2 separate regions of the Mus musculus genome follow, and region 2 is linked to region 1. A link is a contact called in public HiChIP or PLAC-seq data. All regions are on one chromosome and are shown on one strand. Each heading gives the region's core, a stretch centred on a gene start, on an enhancer-like site or on the middle of the called end of the contact. The rest is flanking DNA. Distances are from core to core; before and after follow the strand shown.

Region 1 (6,926 bases), core at 1,588-4,087:
CTTTTTTTTTTTTTTTTTTTTTTTTTTTTTTTTTTTTGGACTCCTAAATATTGCCGCCCACCCCGGAAAAAAAAAAAAAAAAAAAAAAAAACTTAAGATATGATGCATGTTGCTAGGCCTTTAACCCCAGAATTTAGGAAGCAGGGGCAGGCAGATCTCTGTCTGTTTGAGGCCAACTTAATCTATGAAGCCGCGCTACATACAGAGAACTCTTCTTCCCAGTATATATTTGCAGGTGGGGGTGAGTTTGCTTACAGACATATAGGTGCCATGGAGCCCAGAGACATTGGATCTTCTGAGAGCTGGTACTTCTGTGCTGGGAAATCAGTTCTCATTCTTTTCAAGACTTGCACATCCTCTCAGTCAATGTGCCGTCTCTCCAGCCCCCAACATCAATTCTAAACCTACCTCCAAGAAGCCTACCCTGATGGCTGGCCAGTTGTGCAACGGGGTGTCCCTCCTTTATATTCCTAAAAAGCCCTACAATTTCCTGATAGTGATTACAGATGAAAGAGCAGAAGGGCTAGCAGGGATGAAAGAGACAGCGTGTGCTAAGGCATGGGACTTGAAGGCAGAAGCCTTTACATGGGCTTGTGTGAGTTGTATCGCTAGGCAACAGAGCTGGTGGAGGATAAGTCTTCACAAAAGAGGAGACTGAGGTCCAGGGACCCTAGGACCTCTATATTACTCAAAGTGAATCATGGGTGTGATGTGGCTCAGAACTGCCCTAGTTTAATGATGTCCTCCTGACAAGGAAAAGGGAGGGTGGAGAGAGAGCAGGGAGTCACTGCTAACCTACATGCAGAGGGATAAAAGGACTGCAGGGCAAAGAGGGCAGCCTAGCTCAGCTGGTACATCGCTTGCCTAGTACTGCACAGTCAGGTGCAGAGCCTCACATGCCTTTAACATCAGCACCTGGGAGGGGCACCACAGCAGGTCAGGAGTTCAAGACTAGCTTCAGCAACCTTGGTGAGTTAGGTTAGTATAGGACACATGGAACCCTATCCACAAAAGGAAAAAATATAATAAACTAATCACTCTTAGTTTTATGGGTTGGGCCTTAAAGGATCTTTTGGGTTTTTTTTTTTACAAATTCCTTTATTATTATTATATGTAAGTACACTGTAGCTGTCTTCAGACACACCAGAAGAGGGCGTCAGATCTCATTATGGATGGTTGTGAGCCACCGTGTGGTTGCTAGGATTTGAACTGAGGAACTTTGGAAGAGCAGTCCGTGCTCTTAACCGCTGAGCCATCGCTCCAGCCTGCCTTATGGATCTTACCTCTCTCCATACATTTTGCTGAAGTACAAAAGGAACTTTTCAGTGGGGATAACAAGGCAAACCTGGGCCATGGGAAAGGCTAAGCTCTGGATGTCCTGGAACTTACTATGCAGACCTGGTTGGCCTCAATCTGCTGGGATTTAAAGCCCCCCCCCCCCACACACACACACATACATTTAACCCTATTTTTACTGTACAAATAAAGGAACAATTTAGAGGGGATAATGCTGCCAGCTTTTCACATCTCGGGGGAGGAATTTCAAGACAGGATTTCTCTGTGTAGCCCTGGCTGTACTGGAACTCACTTTGTAGACCAGGCTAGCACCACCACAGCCCAGTGGGGGAAAAATTTTAAATGTAATTTTTTGCCCTGTTCTGCACCCTTGCCTCTGAAACACTAGTTCCCACTCGGAAGTCAGTACTCCATTCTTTTTTTTTTTTTTTTTTTTTTTTAAAGATTTATTATTTATTTATTTATTATATGTAAGTACACTGTAGCTGTCTTCAGACACACCAGAAGAGGGCATCAGAACTCATTACGGGTGGTTGTGAGCCACCATGTGGTTGCTGGGATTTGAACTCCAGACCTTTGGAAGAGCAGTCGGGTGCTCTTACCCACTGAGCCATCTCACCAGCCCCAGTACTCCATTCTTAAGGAGATTTTCTATCTCAGGCATCAAGAGGCCACCAGAGTTAAATAAGTCTCTGCCGGATGTTGACAGTCTTAAAGAGAAGCAGCTGCAAAGCGTAACCGTTGGGACACTGATTGAGCTGCAAGGCCACCACCTGGCACCTGTGTGGGGCTGCACAGACCCAATAACTCTAGGAAACACCACCTCATGAGTGTGAAACTCTCTCTCTCTCTCTCTCTCTCTCTCTCTCTCTGTGTGTGTGTGTGTGTGTGTGTGTGTGTGTAGCTGTACAGCTCTGGGAGAGTCTAGGCAGAAGAGCCACCTCCTCCCTTATATTTTATACTAACAAATCTTTTCCCGACATATGGCTAGCCGCCTGAGCTCCCTCCCGTGTAATCAGCTTTGTGCCTTCAGCAAGAAAGGTACCTCTAACTGTGGTAGCCCTGCTAAGTGGATCCCTTAGGAACAACCTGCTATCTAGTTAACAGTGTCAGAAAAGACAGCTGGCTCCAGAAAGATCCAGCACAAATCTCTCCGAGGCAAGCCAGGGCACATAGTGTTTCCCTCTCTCCTGTTCCTAGTTCCTAAATAGCTAATGTGTAGTTGGGCTTGAGTTGAGGTCTCAGGGGCCCAATAACAACAGACCTTAAACCAGGCATGGTGGGTGGTTCATGCCTCTAATCCCAGCACTTGGAAGACTGAGGCAGGAGGATTGCTGGTGAGTTCTAGGGCTAGAGTGAGATCCTTTTTCAAAATCTATCAATAAAAATTAGAAAGGTAGTTTGACTGTCTGCCACAGATTAATCAGCTAATTTGTTCGTTTACTGTTTTCAAAATTGTAAATCTATTAGGAGTTGTAAGATTGAAATGAAAATATTATCTCCCCGGGGTCAGTCAGAGCTAGAATGAAACCCTGCAAAAAAGAGGAAGAAAGAAACATGGGGGGTGGGGGATGGTAGAAGGGAGGGATGTTTAAGAAATATAGCACAGAGCCTGGCTGTGCCCATTAAATATTAGTAGTTCTCGAGTAAATATTAGTGGCTCAAGACAGTGGTCGGTGGTACAGCACTTGTCCTCAGTTTTAGCCGAAGCCTGTTACAAAGAAAAGTTGTTTTATCCTGTGGCACTAATGCTCTAAACACTACTGGGTGTGCATAGCTAATGACATGCATATCTAACTAGCTGGTGTTACCCACTCTTCCTCTCAGGTGGATGAGGAGGGCTTGAATATAGTTGAGCACACTTCAGCTGGACTGTGTTTTCCCCTGCCAGCCCAGCTGTGACCTCTTTTCCCTTCCCCAATCTTCCAGCTAATAGACACAGATAGAGGTCTATTACCAAGTATTTGCAAATCGAAGAAAGCCTTAAAGTTCTCAAGAGATCAGTGCTGGGCTAGCCCCGCGCTCAGCGCTGTGCAGTCACAAAAGACATGTTCTGACCTCCAGCTTTGAGTCCTGCAGGGCTAGGCTGGAGGAGCCTAAGGAGGGACAGTGTACTTTACAGAGAGTTATCCCTAGCCTTCAGGGCCCAGTTAGTAGCATAAAATGTGACCTTGGTGCTGTTGCTTTGTGCACAGTAAATGGTTCCAAATACTAACTATATTTTCAGCTACAAGCTAAAGGTTTTGACCGCATACAAAGTCCTGTAACTACATCAAAACACCATCTACTGTCTTTGAGTGAACACTTTACAGCTGCCTTTGGATCACTTTTTACATAGTGACAGTTTTCTTTAGAGCTCAGCTCTGTGCCTTGCATGTGAGTGTATCTTCTGGTGTTGGGGTTAGGTGGGGAGAGAAATGATCTTAGCTCTCAATCTTCCAAGGACAGCAGGACTCAGAAATCCCACTCGGCTTAGTCTTACTAAGGACAAAAAGGACCCCTGCAGGGCCACCCTGTGCAGGGGACATCTTCCCAGGAGTTGAGAACCAGTGTGCATCCGTAGGTAACTGCAGTCTGCCAACAACTTTAACAAAGGTTGTTCTTCCAGGAAGAACAGCCAACCTTCAGGAGCAGGCAGCTTTCACCACTAGGAAACCCCGTTTTCTTTTAATTAAAAAACACAACAAAATCCTAAAGGCCATCCAACAGCTTTGTTTACTAGTAAGAGTGGAGCAGCCCGCATTTATCAGCCCAAGGGATTCTTTTACACTTTGATGTGGAAGGGTCGGGCCCCATTGTGATTTCAACGACTCCGATTGAAACCCTTTCACTTGCAAACAAAGCCCAGCCCCCAGTAAGAGCCAACTGTCAGAAAAAAAATTCATTGCTTCTGCCTCCAATTATTTATCGAAGTTGTGGGAGAAGTCTCTTTAAGATCTCTCTGGGGGAGAAGTCTCCAGCATACCCCAGTGCATTCCAGTTTGGTCTGCCTAGAATGGCCCTTTCCCCAACCCCACCCAGAGGGGAAAACCTCTTGCTACCAGCAACCCATCTGGAACAACTTTCTCTGGTTTTTATGCTTTCCCAGAAAGCCCCGGGGGTCTAACCTTACAGGTCCTTCAAGTATTCCCCCCTTAGGGCAAGACAGTGATTCTACAAGGTAAGGCGTAAAGAATGCATTATGCTCCCTCGTGGATATCACAAGGTACCCAAAACCCCTTTCACCAACCTTACCTGTGTAACTTTCTTTTAAGGAATTTTAAATGTTTAAAGAATTCTAAAGTAGATAAGAAGTCAGCTCGGATACAACAGAAAGGAAAGCACCCAGCAGGAGGACTTTCATTGATCATTTGTTTTTGAGACAGGGTCTCTCAGTTGTCCAAGCAGTCCTAGAATCATAATACCCCAAGCTGGTCTTAAACTCAAAGATCCTCTACCCTCTGACTCATAAACACTGGAATTAAAGGCATTCTATACCACGCCCAACAGGATTTTTAAAAAGTAAACGTTTTAAATTAGAGCACACCATTTTTTTTAGAAATCAGGGGTTGGTAGCACACACCTTTAATTCCAAAGGTAGCTATCTTAGTGAGTTCAAGAACAACCTGATATACAAATGGAATTCAAGGCTAATTGGGGCTGCAGCGTGAGACCCTGTTCCAAAAAACAAAAACAAAAACAAAAAAATCTGATTGTAGATCTTTAGGCAGTCACCCTGGTGCACAAGCGCAATCCCAGTGTTCAGGAGATGGAGGCAGGAGAGCGAGCTTGATGCCAGTCTGGACTTCTAGCAAGACCATGCCTCAAAAATTAATAACATAATTAAATATATGCTTTGAAATGTTTACCTTTTGTGTGTGCATGCTTGCGCACACTACTACACACATGGAAACCAGAGGTCGGCGGCTTATAGGAACAAGTTCTCTCACTTATATGAGTTCTGGTAAACAAACCCAGGCCAGCAAGCAGCAGGCACCTTTACCCACTGGACGATCCAGTGGGCAAATATACACTTCTAAAAGTATACCCAGTTGAGAGTGGGGTTCAGTCGTGAAGGTCTGAGTAGGATGCTTAAGACCCTGGGGTCCAACACCAGCACCATCAAAACAAAGAAAAAAATACTGCAAGGACAACTGACAGTTTGAAGCAACTATTTTCATCTTGACTCTCACTCGGCTTTTAACGTCCATTCAGGAAACAGGCATGAAAATCTTAGCCTTGGGGCATGAACATGTAAAGGGAGCCAGAAGCTGGGACTGGGAGCTGCCCTGTGTATATGCAGGGTGATTTGTGGCATCCCTCCAAACTCCCCAAGTAAGATTACCCTGTTCTAGAGGACGCCAACCAAATCCCGACCCTGGCTGGCAGCGCCCACCTGATAATCACCTCTGTTCAGACTGGAAGTCAAGGCCCCCACAAAGAAGCAAACAGATACTCAATGAGGAACATACCTGACATAGAAGTCCCCGAGCAGACAACGCCCTCACCCCACAATAATCAGGATCCGTGTTCTAGAGAAGGGCTTCAAAGCAGGAGCTGACACAGACCTAGTGCCTGTGTGAACTTCAGCCACTTCACTTGCTTAAGTCAAGATGCAAGCAAGTTTAAAGCATTTCAAGTGCTTCTGAGGGCCAGGCGTGGTAGTACACACCTTTAATCCCAGTATATGGGAGTCAGGGGAAATTCTGAGTTCCATGACAGCTTGATCCACATAGTCAGTTCCAGGCTGGCCAAAGTTACAAAGTGAAACCTTGTCTCAAAAAACACAGAAAAGAAAAATCAAGTAGCTTCAATTGCTTCCTCTTTTGGTTGCCGTTGTAAGGTAGGTTTGGTTTACTAAAATAATTAACACCCTGACTTAATACATATATGCTGTCTTTCTTGTACCAATTTCTTTATCTTTTATTTATTTTGAGACAGAGTCTCCCTGTGTTGTTTTGGCTGACCAGGTATTTCTCTATTTAGACCACCAGACTGGCCTGGAACTCAGAGATCAGCCTGTTTCTCTCTCCTGAGTGCTGGGATTAAAGGCATGTGCCAGACCACAACAGACCCCCACACCACACCAAGTCCAGTGTTTATTTAAGTGTGTGTGTGTGTGTGTGTGTGTGTGTGCGCTCAGAATAGAACCCAAGGCCAGTGGATCTTTTACATTTGTTGTGCCAGGCGTGGTGGCGCACGCCTTTAATCCCAGAGTTTGGGAGGCGGAGGCAGATTTTTGAGTTCGAGGTCAGCCTGGTCTACAAAGTGAGTTCCAGGACAGCCAGGGCTACACAGAGAAACCCTGTCTCGAAAAACAAAACAAAACAAAACAAAACAAACAAACAAAAAAAGTTACATTTGTTGTTATTACATTTGTTTGTTTGTTTGTTTGCAGTCTGCCCAACTGTGTGTGTGGCAACAGCCTGGGGTCACAGTCAGTTCCCTCCATCCACCCGTCTAGTTCCTGGATCCTGAGGCTTGAGTTCAAGGCACCTTTGTTCGCTGAGCCACTTTATCAGCCTCCTATAAGTCTTACTTTAATTATTTCTTAACAGCTATTTATTTTATTTATAGGAGTACACTGTAGCTGTCTTCAGACACACCAGAAGAGAGCATGGGATCCCATTTTGCAGATGGTTGTGAGTCAC
Region 2 (6,926 bases), core at 1,403-3,902, 210 kb before region 1:
ATCTATTTGTCTATATAGCGTCACTATAGTACATCTTCATGGGTCTAGAGAGATCTGCTTTTTTCATTGGTCTTGGAGATTTGAACTCTGGTCATTAGGCTTGTCAGCGCGTGCTTTCACCCACCCCGCCATCACCTGAGCATACTCGTAGCAAGCTTTTGTATATTGTGCTGGCTAACTATATGTTGACTTGACCCAAATGAGAGTCATTTTGGAAGAGAGAAACTCAACTAAGGAAATGCTCCCACCAGACTGACCTATGGGCAAGGCCGTGATGCATTCTCTCTCTCTCTCTCTCTCTCCCTCCCTCTCTCTCTCTCTCTTTTTTCAATTTCTACCTCTTTACTTTTTTTCTTTTTTAATATTTTTATTAGGTATTTTCCTCATTTACATTTCCAATGCTATCCCAAAAGTCCCCCATACCCTCCCCCCTACTCCCCTACTCCCCTACCCACCCACTCCCACTTCTTGGCCCTGTACTGGGGCATATAAAGTTTGCAAGACCAATGGGCCTCTCTTTCCAGTGATGGCCGACTAGGCCATCTTTTGATACATTTGCAGCTAGAGACAAGAGCTCCAGAGTACTGGCTAGTTCATAATGTTGTTCCACCTGTAGGGTTGCAGTTCCCTTTAGCTCTTTGGGTACTTTCTCTGGCTCCTCCATTGGGGGCCCTGTGATCCATCCAATAGATGACGGTGAGCATCCATTTCTGTGTTTGCTAGGCCCTGGCATAGTCTATATCAGGGTCCTTTCAGCAAAATCTTGCTAGTGTATGCAATGGTGTCAGCGTTTGGAGGCTGATTATGGGATGGATCCCTGGATATGGCAGTCTCTAGATGGTTCATCCTTTTGTCTCAGCTCCAAACTTTGTCTCTGTAACTCCTTCCATGGGTGTTTTGTTCCCAATTCTAAGAAGGGGCAAAGTGTCCACACTTTGATCTTCGTTCTTCTTGAGTTTCATGTGTTTTGCAAATTGTATCTTGTATCTTGGGTATTCTAAGTTTCTGGGCTAATATCCACTTATCAGTGAGTGCATATCGTGTGAGTTCTTTTGTGATTGGGTTACCTCACTCAGGATGATGCCCTCCAAGTCCAACCATTTGCCTAGGAATTTCATAAATTCATTCTTTGTAATAGCTGAGTAGTACTCCATTGTGTAAATGTACCACATTTTTTGTCGTGATGCATTCTCTTGAGTGATGACTGATGTGGGAGAGTCCAGCCCAGTGTAGGTGGGGCCACACCTTGGATGCTGGTCCTGAATGCTATAAGAAAGCAGGCTGAGAAAGTTGCGAGGAGCAAGGCAGTAAGTGGCACTGCTCCCTGGCCTCTGCATCAGCTCCTGACTCCAGCTCCTGCTGTAAGTTCCTGCCCCAGCTTCCCTGGATGATGGTCTATAAGCTGTAGGATGAAACAAACCTGTTTTCTCCCAACTTGTTCTCTGGTCATGAGTGCTTTATCGCAGCAATGGGCACCCTACTAACCCATGCATCGTCATGAACAATGCTGGAGGAATCATAATACTTATTTTAAATTATACCACAAAGCCATAACAACAAGACCAGCATGGCACTGGTCCAAAAACAGACCCAGTGAGCTGTGGATGGTGACAGAGGGCCCCTGGAAATGACTGATATCACTACAGCATACTTTGGAGAAAACGGCGCTAGGAAAATTTAGTGTATATTAAATCAATCAATTAATTAATTAGCATGTAGAAAAACGGAAAACAGATTCTTATCTCCTCGCCTACACAAAATAAGTTCAAAATGGATCAAAGACCTTAATGTAACAACTGATCTTGAAACTGGGGGAGAAAACACTTCAAGGTACAGACATAGGTATCCAAGAAGTTCCTGAATAGATGTCTAATAGTTCAAGACAGAAACAACAATTATCAAAGCAAAGAGAGCCTCACGCAGTGGGGAAAACTTAACTATTCATTTGATTGGAGCTAGTATCCAGAGTATATAAACAATAAAAGAATAAAAAATACAAATAATCCAATCAATAGGTTGGCAAATGAATTGATCAAAAAGTTATTAAAAGAAGTATAAACAGTCATAAACATGGGGGAAAGTTCAACATCCTTAGCTGCTATGCCCACTCCAGTGAAGTCTGCTTGACAGGCGGAGAGGCCTGGAAGCACTCACGAGGCAAAGAGTTTTAAGGAAACTCAACCTCCTGAAACCTTGGCATTCTCATAACCTGTATACTCAAACCCTATCCCCGCATTAGTATAGTGTATGCTCTCTTTCAGTATTGTTTTATTATAAGTGACTTTAAAGATTGAATTTTAATATAGGTGAGCCTCCACCAGTGTTCCAGCATCCTAGAAAATCCTTGAAGCTGAGGAGCTTGGAATTCAGTAGGAATTCAGTGAGAAGTTTACCTATTCAGTAACATTCAAATTTACTTCTAGTAGAGACAGTGAAACTAATTAGGCATTACAAAGAACAGAGCTAGAATAGCTCCAGGATAGTCTGCAGAGTGATTACTTAGGACAGTAGCCAGTCTCACCCAAACAAGGGAATACACAATGGCCTAGCTAATAGGTGGGTTTACCATAAAAGAGTTAGGGAATCCTCCTGAGACAGGTTTCTTCACTAGGCCCAAAGGAACAGCATGATCAGGCATTTACTAAGAACCCCTGGTGGTGGGCTTAACAATAGACTAGCATTACAACTGGCTCCCTTCTTAGTGGTAAATGAGGCCTGGTCCCTGCCATTTTTTGATGTATACATTCCTTTTGTTTTCTGGAGGCCTGGTCCCTGCCATTTTTTGATGTATACATTCCTTTTGTTTTCTGTCACTGTAACTTAGCGGATGTGTTCTCCTGGTTTCTTGTTATTCTTCTGTATAAAAAGTTTGATGCTCGATTTGACAAACTACACTCAGATTCAACATGCTCTCTCATGTCATCTTTGTTTGTCATTCGCTGACTCCTTCACCCACCTGCAACCAGAGACCCATTCCTCGCAGATAAGAGACCCAAAGGGGGGTTAGTTTGCAGCACTTAGCTATCAGGGAAATGCAAATCAAAAGTAGATTCCATCTCACTTCACTTAGAACACTGTCATCAAGAAAATAAATAACCTGGCATGGTGGTGGACACATTCAATGCCAGCACTGGTGGGGCATGGGGGGAGGCAGGTGAATGTCTGTGAGCTGGAGGCCAGCCTGGTCTACACAGTGAGTTCCAGGGCAGCCAAGATTACATTGAGAAGCTATGTTTCAAAATAAGATAAATAACAAGTGTGGTCCAGTTTTTCTTAATGCCGTGAGTGAATAAGTCTCCCTGCCCTTTCCAGGGGCCTGTCAGAGTGCACTAGGGGTGACTCGGGGTCCTCTGAGAGTGCGCTGGGGTCGACCCAGGGGCCTCCAGGCTATTTATAATGACCATGGCCTTTACTTTCTCTCCAGAGGCATCCAGAAAAGAAAATGCAAGTTTTTTATTTTTACGAGTTTTGGGGAGGGGTGGGGAGGGAGGAAGGGAGAGAGGGAGGGAGGGAGGGAGGAGAGGAGGGAGGGAGAGAGAGAGACTCAGCAACTCAATAGTACAAAGCTAGCTGCTATCAACAGTACTCAAGGGTGTTTTTCTGTAATAAAGACTGCTGACATTATTACAACCTCTCAGTAACTTCTACCATGTCTCCTCAGCCTTCTGCTGTGGTGGTAGAGGGGACCTTCACCCTGCTCTCTAGAAGAAACTAATACAATGCAGGGTTTCTTGAGTTGTTATTGGACGTCTTTCCAGTACAGGGCTTGGCAAAAAAAAAAAAAAAAAGAGTTAAGAATTAAGATTTACACATTTACCTGAAGATTTGCCATCAGTACACATGTTGGCTATTCACGGGGAAAACAGAAATTAAACCATGAAGAACTTTTGCATACCAAGAAGAATTTGCATACCAGTATTGTTTCCGATGGCTATAATGGGTGTGAGGACCCCAGAGACTTCAATTCAAGATTGCTGTTCACTGCTGAGATGCCTTTTCTGCCTCTATTACATAGCTTAATGATTTCCTGGGTATTAGCCCTATTGTGGATAGCCCTGGGGCTAATTATATTTGATGTTAATTCCGTTCTCCTGTGAGTGGCTTCGAACAAGAAATGAGTCAGCACTCAAGTGATTTCCTGTAAACCTGCTTACCACCTTAATTTGTAAAATAAAGGAGAGCTGATGATTGGGCAGAAAAAAGGGAAGGTGAACGGAAGGTGGGGGGAGAAGAAGGAGAAAATGGAAGAGGGAGAGGAAGAAGAAGAAAAGCAGAGCAGAAGCACATGGCCTGGAGAAACCACAAGTTCTAAGGGGTCTCACAGATGGAGAAGATGGTAGTGTAGCGGTAGATCTGCCCAATCTAGGCACACAGCATGTATTCATATTACCTGAGTTGTTTTCATTGCCTGGGCTACTTGGGATAGAGAGTTTTACTGCAACACTCTATTGGGCATTTTTCCTGCAGAATCAATCTGAAGATGAACTTTCATGTAGTAATGCTTAGATGAATTGATGGTTTCATAATTCCTGATAAAGATTTTATAGAACTCCTAAACTGATACAACTATTCTCAAGTCCCCTATAGAATAAAAGCTGCAAATAGAGCCCTGTAAACCTCCATGTGTTGTGGGCTAATTGCAGTAGGAAAGTAAAACAAGCTTTGAATGCATTAATGATCAAGAAAAACACTCATTCTAGGTCAGGGCCAAGGATGAGGCCACAGGTGTACACTGTGATAAATCAAGATCATATGAAACTGTGGCTTTCAACTTATAAGGAGCCTGTAGAATGAAACACTGCTTTGAACTTATAATCTGCATTCTACTGTAACTCCCTTTTGTGTAACATTTTATCTATGAGGCATTTTTTTTCTTACATAGAAGACTTTTTTGTATAAAAAGCTGAAAGCAAAAATAAAGATTTGGTGTAGCCCTTTTCTGCTTCATCCAGTGTGCTTGTGTCTGTGTGCCTGCCTTCCTTCCTTCCTTCCTTCCTTCCTTCCTTCCTTCCTTCGAACATTTTGAACATTCTTTAACTATTTATGAAGGAATGTGCATGTGGCTATTGAAAGACAACTTGTGGGGGGTCAGCTTTTTCCTTCTACCACCTGACTCAAGATTATCCAGCTTAGGTGGTATCCTAGCTTGCTTTTCTGTTGTTGCAATAAACACCATGACCAAAAGCAATCTGAGAAGAAAAGGGTTTGTTTGGCTTGCAGGTTACAGTCCATCCTTGAGCGTAGCCAAGACAGAAACCTGGAGGCAGGCACTGGATCAGAGACCCTAAAGGAATCCTGCCCATTCGCCTGCTTCTCATGGCTTGCTCAGCCTGTTTTCTGATACCCAGGATACCCGTGCCCAGAGGTGGCATTACTCACAGTGGGCTGGGCCCTCCCCCATCAACATTAATTAAAAACATGCCTCCATCAATGTGCCCGTGGTCCAACATGATACCGGTAATTCTTCTGTTGGGGTTCCTTCTGAGTGACTCTAGCTTGTGTAGGTAAAGCTTGACAAGTACACGTGGAAACACCTTCACCCCTGAGCCACCTCTCTTGACCCCACCCAAATTCCTTGTAATTGTTTTACCAGACAGCATTAGAAATCTAACACATTTTATCTGTTGAAGGCACCCTGAAAGGGTATTACTGTCATAGACATCCAGGATATACGTCTCCTTGGTGTTTTTTTATTTCAGCTCCTTGGTTCCCAACACAGGAAGAAGCAGGAATATACTTCATTCTGTAATGAGGACCCTTTGAACTTGCAATGACTGGGCCCACTAAAGAGCCCAAGGTGAGGGCAGCAAAGACCACTGGCTCTGAAGAAAAACAGATTTAAAACACTCTTCCTAAGTACGCAGTGGGGCCTGGAAAGCAGAGCTGCCCCTGCTTTTATAGTGGTTCCTTGGGGATGCTCTTGCAAGAGGAGAAAACGCATTTATTATGAGTCCATGACTGTGAGGCAGCCCTGTGATACAGCAGGGACACTGGTCTGTGGTAGAGCTCCTGCTTAGCAGGGACACAGCCCTGCCTCTATCCATACCCTCCCTCTCCAAGGAGCCACCAACCTAAAACTCCCAGCATTTGAGCTGCCTGCTTCTTAGTACTGGCTCTAGCTTATCCAGATAGATCCTGTGCCTTTGTGAACACAAGAGCCGTACTAGGTCCAGAATGCCAGAAATTTTACATTTGCAATATATTTTTAAAAAAACAAAACCCTTTATGGATTGTTTGTTTTGGCGTTACTCCACCAAGACTTAAGCAATCTACAAACGCTCTCTAGCAGTGAGCTACATCCCAGTTTTTATTTTTTACATTTACGGTTGTCTTAGGGATGAGAGTACAGAGCAATTTTCTAGCACTTGAGAAGTCCTGAGTAGCCTCGCTAGTGTAAGCAGAGTAAACCCTGCACCCAAGTGCCTATTCGTGCAAAATCCCGATGGAAAGGCCAAAAGTACAGTTCAGTGGCGGTGGACGCGTGCCCAACTAGTCCAAGTCCATGCTTGGCTCGATTTACTGCTTTGAGGTCTCTCCGTCGGAGAGAGGCGTCGTGGTGGCCAGAAATGAAACAGGATCAGGACAAGTCCAGGGCCCTCAGTCCCCCTCATGGTTACACCACTGCTTAACAGCTCCACCACACCCCAGTATCACCACAGCAGGCATAGAGTCATTGCCACATGTGCCTTTGAGGGGCGTTTAAGAGCCAAAGTCTCCAACTACAGCAGAGGACCTAAAAAGAAGGGACTGTATTGGATGAGAAAGTTGCATGTTCTTGAAAGCAAATTGTGCAGGCTCTGGGGATCCGCCAGAAGTTCAGAGTGCTGAGCTGAGAGAACTGAACTCATCACGGTGAAAAGAAACGTAAAGCGGATATACTGGTGTGTGCCGTGCGCCGCGGTGCCTACGCCGAAGACGCTGAGGCA

Evidence for each region. HiChIP or PLAC-seq counts read pairs in DNA pulled down with a chosen protein or histone mark.
Region 2: an H3K27ac HiChIP or PLAC-seq map of embryonic stem cells shows a contact between it and region 1, with 8 read pairs. The contact joins two enhancer-like sites. A contact is called at or near these places in 4 of 484 Hi-C or Micro-C datasets (the AML12 cell line, the G1E-ER4 cell line, cerebral cortex and 1 more) and 4 of 115 datasets of contacts at active chromatin or transcription factors (bone marrow-derived dendritic cells, embryonic stem cells and pancreatic cancer cells).

Annotation. Positions count from the first base shown.
Region 1 is chr5:103,721,887-103,728,812 of GRCm38.p6, reverse strand. It overlaps a transcript of Aff1 not described here. Among named protein-coding and RNA genes, the nearest start is that of Aff1, 29 kb to the left of the region's middle. Within about 2 kb of position 2,837, at least 84 of the 459 cell types and tissues checked have an H3K27ac peak or open chromatin away from gene starts, as enhancers often do. A contact at or near this core is called in embryonic stem cells, where this site is marked.
Region 2 is chr5:103,927,722-103,934,647 of GRCm38.p6, reverse strand. No RefSeq gene overlaps it. Among named protein-coding and RNA genes, the nearest start is that of Klhl8, 20 kb to the right of the region's middle. Within about 2 kb of position 2,652, at least 5 of the 459 cell types and tissues checked have an H3K27ac peak or open chromatin away from gene starts, as enhancers often do. A contact at or near this core is called in embryonic stem cells, where this site is marked.